2 separate regions of the Zea mays genome follow, and region 1 is linked to region 2. The links are chromatin contacts, called in public Hi-C maps. All regions are on one chromosome and are shown on one strand. The core of a region is the stretch at or near the end of the contact, and the rest is flanking DNA. Distances in the headings are between cores, read along the strand shown. Region 1 holds the start of LOC100282188 (RGG repeats nuclear RNA binding protein). Region 2 has its middle 21 kb from the start of LOC109942000.

Region 1 (4,170 bases), core at 1,313-3,812, 200 kb before region 2:
TGAGCCTGGTCTTCGATCGCTGGAGCAGCAGCTGGTCCCCGATAACCGCCGTTGTAACCACCACGGAACCCCCCACGGCCCCTACCACGGCCACGGCCACTAGGGTTATAGTACCTTTCGCCTTCAGCTGGCTTCAAGAACTCGTTGATGCTCAGGGACTTGAGAGAGGAAGGAAAACATAAAACAGACATGACGGTCAGGGAAACAACAGTGACTCTGATTATATCAGACTGAAGCAGGTGAAAAATATCAGATATATACCTTCTTGCCCCGTTCTTCTCTTTCAGCACTTTCTTTCTTTTTCAAGTCCTTGTCAGAGCCCTACAATCAATCGTTCAAAACCGGCTGTGACCAACAGGGGTAAAAAAGAGAGGAAAGAGCAGTATGCACACAAGTAGCGTACCAGCTTGATAAACACTTCATCGCCATCCTTTTTAACTGACAGTTGTTGCATGGCCTGTAGCTCCTTGTCAATTTCAACTTTTCTCTCCTCAGCCTTAAGGGAGAGTAAAGCTTTTCGTTTTTCCTCCAGTACCTTTTCATATTCCTCCAAAGTCATCTCCTGCGTCATGATCAGAGCAAACATCATTCCACAGACTACTTTATTTTGATGCCAAAAAAAACATCCCAACTTAATTCCAGCAAGTATGCAGGTTCTGGATTGATCAAAGCATCCTTTTTTCTCTAGATATATCAACTGTGCAACAAAAACAGTTCATTCAATATTAAGTGGCATCACATCACATCTGATGCATCAAATCATGAACTGGTATGAGTGAAAATGAATATCAACAATCCATTTCTTTTGTGTGTGCTACGGTTGGTCATATCCAGAAACATTGAAAACAGCGAGTCAATGGCACACCATAGTCAAAGTTAGGTGCTAGTACAATATCCGAGATACAACATGAATCTCACATAACTGGAAAACTGATGTGAAAGCATACACTCTAATATATGGCCATTGCATTTGGCAGAGAAGAGCAAAAAGTAATGGATCGAAAAGCAGAAGAGACTCTAAATACAAAAATAATGCAATCACCAAGAAGCGCCCCATGTTGGCACAGCAGCACTAATTTTAAAGCAAAAGGTTCTAGAATAAATAACTATACTACCGAGCAAGGATTGACATGAATGAAACTAAAAGAATCACAAAATATTTCCACCAGTCTACTACACATTTTTCCATATATATAAACAAATGTTAAGAACATTGTAAGTGTCACAGTACCCAAAATCACAAGAGGTGCTAGGCATGTTAAAGGGTGCTACCATCACCCTTACAGAATGTGCTAGGCATACTACAACCATACACATTGCAACGCGGAATATGGTAGCAAGAGCATCTTAGTACAAACCAGAAATATACCTTATCCTCAGGTTCCTTTTCTTCTTCTTCATTCTCCGCGCCCTCCTTGTCCTTCTCAACCTCAGACTGTGGTGCATCTTCAGGTTTCTTCTCATCCTCCACCACGGCAGTAGTCTCCTCAGGATTAACAGCATCCACAGTGTCCCTATATGCCACACACACCAAAAGGTCAAAACTCTACATCTCCATCGTAGTAACTTGAGTGGTTCATCAAACCACATATTGAAGACTGAATAGCGACAATCTTAACTGTTCAAGGCCTTCATCAGTTGCAGTTCCCCAATTTCCACGCCCAGCCCCTTCACGCTTCATCCCGTAGCCACGGCCTGTGCCGCTGTGGCGCTCATATGCCCGGCGAGGACGTCCAAACTCATTCCCAGCCTGCCCATCGCTGTACCCACCACGTCGCCCACCTCCACGGTAAGGCTGGCGGGGCCCACGGCCCCTCTCTGCCTGCCTACCCTCACCATTTTCACCGCGAGCAACTCCACCGTCCCCAAAACCGCCGCCGCCGCCACCATACCCCCCCTCAAAGCCGTGGGCATCAGCATCGCCAAAATCTCGCCTCGGGCCAGTCCTGCCACCGCGGCCGCCTCTTCCACGTCCTGGACCATCGCGCGGTGGAGCACCATAGTTCCTTTCCTCCCTCACTATAATCACAAAAGGGCGTGATATCACCATCGGCGAATACGAATACTAATAATACGGGGCAACAGAAGAGTGAAATTTCAAAATAATACTCAAAAACTCCGAGGTCGAGACGGCACCACAGGATCTCAAAATCGGATAATTCCAACCTCGACATCGGAAGCGTATCGCTATAGGCTCACCAGGTTGCGCGGGCGGCGGAGGCTTGGTGGGCAACTTGGCCGGCGCGGGCGCGGGCTTAGGCACCGCGGCCGCCTTCTTCTCGGCAGCTGCGAGGAGGTGGGCAGGGTCGTCGTTCTCGACGTCTCCAAGTAGATCGAATTGGTTACTCGATGCCATTTCCGCTCGGCGCTTGCTCTAATCCCAGCCTGCGGTACTAATCCCCCCAGTCTCAATCGAAGCCTAGCACGCCATGGGATGGGCGCGGGTGCTCTAGGGTTTGGGCTCGGGAGGCAGCAAAACCCTAGCCGCCAACGAGTTTCGCTTGGTGAGGCGCTGAGGCGGTCTGCAATGTGCAGGTGACACTACTGTACGGCCACTGCGTCGCCTTCCGCTTTTCAGAGGACGGGCTCATTAGTTTATCATTTCCATTTGCCAAATGACGGAAAGGGGTTCAGCCAGTTTGAGGCCTAGCGTTTGTGTAGGGGGCACTTTTGTCATTTGAGTTGGTGTGCTAATCGCTCCCCTGCCCGAGAAGCGGCGGGTCGGGCTCGGGATCTGTGGGCCTAGGCTAAAGCGTGGATATGTGGACCTTTGTGGTGTTCTTGGGCGTATGCTGGTTTTTGTTGGGCCTTTTCATACTGAATGAGAAAAATGAGCCCAATAAACGAGAGAACTGTACCGGCAAACATGTACGTGCGTTGTGAGTAAAGAAAAACCATCTAAACGTTTGCGAAAAAAACAAAAACTAGAATCATAAACACTATTTATATTTTTACCCTTTTACAAAAAAAAAAAAACAAATCGAAAACCAGATCTAATTTTGGCATGACTATGTCAAAGCATCTCCAAGAGAGGACTTAAGTCGGGTCCTATATTCAAATATAGGAGTTAAGATCTTAAAATAGCTTTCAAAAAAGTTGTTATTTTATAAATTTCTATCAAATGAATATAGCACCCGAAGTCACAGTTGCTAAATATAGCACCCAGTCAGGAGACCTATTCATGTGCGTCTAATCTCACGGAGTTAACTACCACGTGGGTTTAGGAGTGGGTTTATGAGTTGTTGTTGGAGTTCATAAAAATTGTTGATCCAAGTTAACTTAAATCAGGTCCAATTTAGCTTTTGAGGCCCTAATTATAGGAGTTCCTCTTCGAGATGTTCTCATGTAAAATATAAGCTAAAAAAAATACCCTATTGAGGACAAAATATTTTTGATACCTTTTTTCCCTTTCGGTTATAAAGCACTAAATATTTTTTTAGGATAATATAATCTGGGACGATGGGACTATTCTATCTACAAGGATAAAAAAGAGAGAAGGATATGTATGAGAGCATAATAATCAGTTTTTTATTTACACGCCGAGAAATATTGGATTAGACAAAGCTGAGACTATCGAAGATCTCGCAGGCCATGTACCTGAAGCCAGAGTTGGTGCATGAGACTGTTTTCATTTTCTAGCTAGTGACCGACCAATTAGGCATCTTAGTTGTCCCAAATCTCTTGATGCTTGCTGAAGAAAAGCAGATGGACAGCAGGGCCCACGGACCTAAACAAAATGAGCTTGGCATGTCCATCAATGAATTCAAGCGGTCGTTGTTCATCATGCTTCATGCCTATCAGAATTCAGAAGAGATCTATGTCACACTCTGCTGAGGGTACCTTTAGATACAGGCAACCTATCAACCCCTCTACCTTCACTACTAGTTTCTACTACTATCTATTAAGTCAATAGTGTAGACCGCGACACTACCATAACTTCACCCTCCTCAGACCCCACCGGCATATATGTGGCCTGTCGCGGCCTCTATTGGTCATTCCGGCCTCGAGGCCCAAGCATGGCGTTCTTGCATCGGAGGCCAAAGCCCAACACAACTAGCTTCAGTTCGGTACACCTGGTAGCACTATAGCTCAGCAACAATTAGCAATAGCGGCATGCATGTAGAAGTGGCAGTTGAGTTTAAGCGCAGAAACAACCCCAGCCCCGGCAGT
Region 2 (4,090 bases), core at 1,544-4,043:
TCTTCATGTTTATTGTCCCTTATCTCCTATTTGAGAATACCATGTGAGTAACCAAATTTAGCGCCACAATTTCTGGCTTGTTCCAGATCAGGAGTTGCCTACGAGTGGGTTGTCACCAAGAAATCAGGGTATTGTTCTAAGGGGGATATTATTGCCCTTTTCAAGAAGCAGCCTGAACAACAAAGGGTAGGGTCTGCACCCAACCTTGATTCCGTTGCAAAGGAGTCTCCAGTCTCAAAAGGGACTCCAAAAAGAAGGAACACAATATGATATGCAGGAATAAGCTAGCAACTCTCCTCCTCTCAATATATATTATCACTAGGGATGTGTAAGAGGTGCGGTGGCCTTCGGATTGTAGCATGCTCGCAGTGCAAATGAACAGGATCAGCTCGGAGTGGAGGGATGCTCAGTTTGGGCGTGCTGGATGACCTCTACGAGTCTCTTGGAGCTGAAGCTAAGACTGAGAATCTTGTTCCCTGCACAAAGTGCAGGTCGAGGGGCCGTCTCCTGTGTCCAGAATGCTCCAAGGTCGCATGACCCTGAACCGTGCACTCTCAATGTAGTTGTTCTCAGTGCTTTTGGTTGGGCTGGTTGGGTGTTTTGTAAAACTTCTGTGCCATTATTTCACCTTTGCACCAGACCATCCTCGCCCTATTCCACCTGTGTGCACTTATGATGACAAACTGCTTTGAAACTGCGATGCAATACATAAGTCAGTAGGGTATATATTAGCGACAAATCCCTCCACAGTGCCATCAATACGACTGGAGAGAGGGATGGAAGTCACAACACACACACAAACCCACACGCTACAACATGCATGATATGGCACGGCCACAAAAGCACCCATCATTCGAAACACTTTACAACTTAAAATGGGCCCGAGGAACTCCTCTTCCAACCGTTAGATCCTTGGTTTCACGCAGTGCAAAGATTCTTCAGAGGAACTCTATTATCGAACTGTTAAGTTATAAGATCAATTCGTGCAGATATGCCATCCCGACAAACATACAACAAAGAGTTAACAATATTGTTAAAAAAAGATTAGATTAGTGTACAAGGTGTCAATATATTTGCTTATGATTAAGCATTATATATTTACTCTTTAGAAATTATTTGTGCGATTCCATTTCAATCTATTTGGGTAGACATATTTATATCGTTCTGTATCTATGTTTAATCATAGATTTTGCCGTCACTATTGTACTCACGTCGCTCGTCGCCAGGGCCCTAAGTCCATTGGAGGGTCGCAATTTGTGTTCCGTGGCATCGCATGGGCACATTCCTAGTGCATCATATAAGGTGATAAAGATTTAAAACAGCAAGAAGGTGGCAAATGCACCGGGGCTTGCCTGGATAACACTAGGTTAGTGTTGTTAGACGTCGATCACTTGATGACCATCCTTTGTCTTGGAACTTATTCAGTCTGCCCTTCACGTTGGTCCGACTGACGACATCGTTTTGCGGAGATGTCCAATCTCTGCATGATCCTGGGGTCGACTTGGGTTGTCTTCCGCATCACGTGATTAATTAACGTACCTGAATGATATGCATAATGCACATGTATGCACATAAGGAGGAATATCAAGACTAAATGTCTACATAACACTAAGTACCATATCTACATTATTTTAACTTAGCTGGATTCAATTTTAACAGAAACAAACTAATTGATATTATTCGCTTTCACTCATTTTGGTAATGCTAGATATTTATCTAGGGCACTTAATCGGTTTCTAACGAAGAGTATCATGACTACTCAAACGTAACACTAACTGCAGTAAATAAAATCCATCGAAAGCAACATTAATAACATTCACCAGCCACACGTTTGAATTTATTAATTTACTTTTCATATTACTAATTTCACCTTACACCGCATCGCTAAGACCAATCCGATATATGTATATTCCAAACCTAGGATTTACCACATGATACAATTAATAAGGCTAATCATCAATGTACCATAAAACTGAATTAGCATAACAACACTAATAGAATGCCCACTAGCCGATCAAACACTATTCCTATTTTACATGTCAACAATTAATCAAACATCTCAGGTTTGACTACCAAAATATCCTACAAAATCAACAATGACAACCTTATCGGATAATCGTTTGGAATACTAAATCAATTCCTCACGCTACTAATTCTCCTCACTCCTCAGCAAAGAGCCAATTTAAACCTATTCGACATATGCATCCACCACATACTACCTGCGACGCATTTTAATAATCATTTAATATAACCACACGCACTTGTGCAACTAACAAAAGAATTCGTCGCGAGTCGCGACCAACATACAAACTCGATCTACTTCATGAGTCGGCTAGCGGGAGTAGTGAAATAGTTCACCACACCATAAACGACTCGGATCTGCGAAATTGACGATAAATCCTAGCGCAAACATTTTATTAGATATTTGGCAAGCGTTGAACTATGATTTCTTTTCCACACAAAACCCTAGGATTTCTTTCTTTAATCAGGCACCCAAACTCACGACATCGACTAATTCACAGGTACGCAGGGAACAGGGGCGACCACGAGTCAATGATAGTTGACCAAACTTTACATTAGCTCGAGTTGTTGGCGTATGTTGCGGCACGGAAGCAGTAGCGTGCGCACAAAGGCAGTGAATGTGGCGAAGGCCAGGCTTGGACATTTCATTGAGCGCCAGGGCGTTGGGGAGTTCGGTTTCGGATCTGGGCGATAGCGCAGTCCGAGATGGTTATGACTAGGAACCGCGTAGCAGGACGAGGTCAAACGGAGACCAGAGCTGGCTCACGGCAAAGTTGGAGTCGACGACCGGCGACAAAGGAAATAGGGGCACGCTTGTCCGGCAGCTACAGCCCATGCCAGACCAAGCAGGGAAAGTCTCCCGGTGCCCAACACGCGAGGAGCAGGGATGACACGAGGAAAAAATTCAGCGCCATGGCGAACTAGAGACCGACGGTGGGGTTGAAGCCGGATAGAGGACTGATGGTGCTGGGGCAAGGAGAACCGGCGAGCAGAGGAGCGCGCGCAGGGAACTCTAGGCCGGACGAGTGCAAGGAGCAGGGAGCTGGGCGACCAAGCGCCATTGGGGATGGGGCGTGCGCATCCCTGCGACTAGAGGGAGAGTCGCGGCCACAGGGACGCGAGCACAGGGGCGCCAGGGGGAAGACGCCATGGGGGAGCTCGACCAGGGGCGCGGTGCTTCAGGAAAAAATCCAGGGCGGTGGAGGATGGCGAGAGTCCGGCAAGCTGACGGCACAGAGGAAGACGTCGGCCACCGGAAATCAAAGAGCGGCGCAGTCCGAGCTGGGAGGCCGCGGTGCCATGGATTTGAGGAGCAGAGAAGGCACTGGCAGAGAGGAGAAGGGGAAAGATGAAGCCAAGGGGCTGCGCAGCGGCCAGGCGAACGACGCAAGGAGGAAGAGGAGGGAGAGAGAAGCAAGGGGGTGCGCGTCCATGGAGATGGCGGCCAGGAGAGTGAGCAGAGGGACGCCGCGATGGAGCTTGAGCAGAGGAAAACTGCATGCGTGGAAGATAAGGCTTCAGAGAACGGCGACGCGCAGGGGAAAAATCAAGGCGCAGTTGGAATAATCTGAGCACGGCTGAAGAAAATCAAGCGAGCGGATAAGGCTGCTGGTCGTACGCGGTGGGAGGATAGAACTGGGGCGGCGCTGATAAAAATCTAGGGGAGAAAAATCTCAGTGGGAGCAGCGGTGAAAATATTTGAGGAAAATATTTTTTTACTTTTCCATCCTTTTCTTTAAAGGGAGCACACAGATAATTTATTTCTCCGATTGAGTTTGCACGAGATGTAAATCGGACGAAACAAAAGATACCAGACAAACCGGTATAGACTACGTTTGATTTAATTTAAAGTCGGATAATTTACAGGAGGAATAAATCTTAACTATGAATCTTCAAACGCGATTTCTTAGCTAACGAGCAGAGACGTAATTATTTTGCACCAAAAACTCAAGTTGTCGAGTTCGGCTTCGGTATTCAAGACTGTATTTAGTCCCATCTAATTTTACGATTCTCATCAGCTGTCGATCATTCGCTTTAACATCAAGGATCACATGTTGAGAAAAACAAT

What was found. Hi-C and Micro-C count contacts between places; a contact is called where the count stands out from the background.
Region 1: a contact with region 2 is called in a Hi-C map of leaf, with 7 times the contacts expected there. The contact joins the promoter of LOC100282188 here to the enhancer-like site in region 2. A contact is called at or near these places in 2 of 25 Hi-C or Micro-C datasets (bundle sheath and leaf).

The regions. Positions count from the first base shown.
Region 1 is chr8:79,013,295-79,017,464 of Zm-B73-REFERENCE-NAM-5.0, reverse strand. LOC100282188 (RGG repeats nuclear RNA binding protein) reads right to left here and starts at 2,562. Exons shown (of 6, transcript NM_001371832.1): 1 at 2,200-2,562; 2 at 1,620-2,019; 3 at 1,370-1,514; 4 at 404-562; 5 at 262-321; 6 at 1-158. The coding sequence starts at 2,356. It overlaps LOC103635424 (phosphatidylinositol 4-kinase gamma 4), which reads left to right. Exons shown (of 2, transcript XM_008657881.2): 2 at 1-148.
Region 2 is chr8:78,809,289-78,813,378 of Zm-B73-REFERENCE-NAM-5.0, reverse strand. No RefSeq gene overlaps it. Among protein-coding and RNA genes, the nearest start is that of LOC109942000, 21 kb to the left of the region's middle. Within about 2 kb of position 2,793, at least 16 of the 20 cell types and tissues checked have an H3K27ac peak or open chromatin away from gene starts, as enhancers often do. A contact at or near this core is called in bundle sheath and leaf, where this site is marked.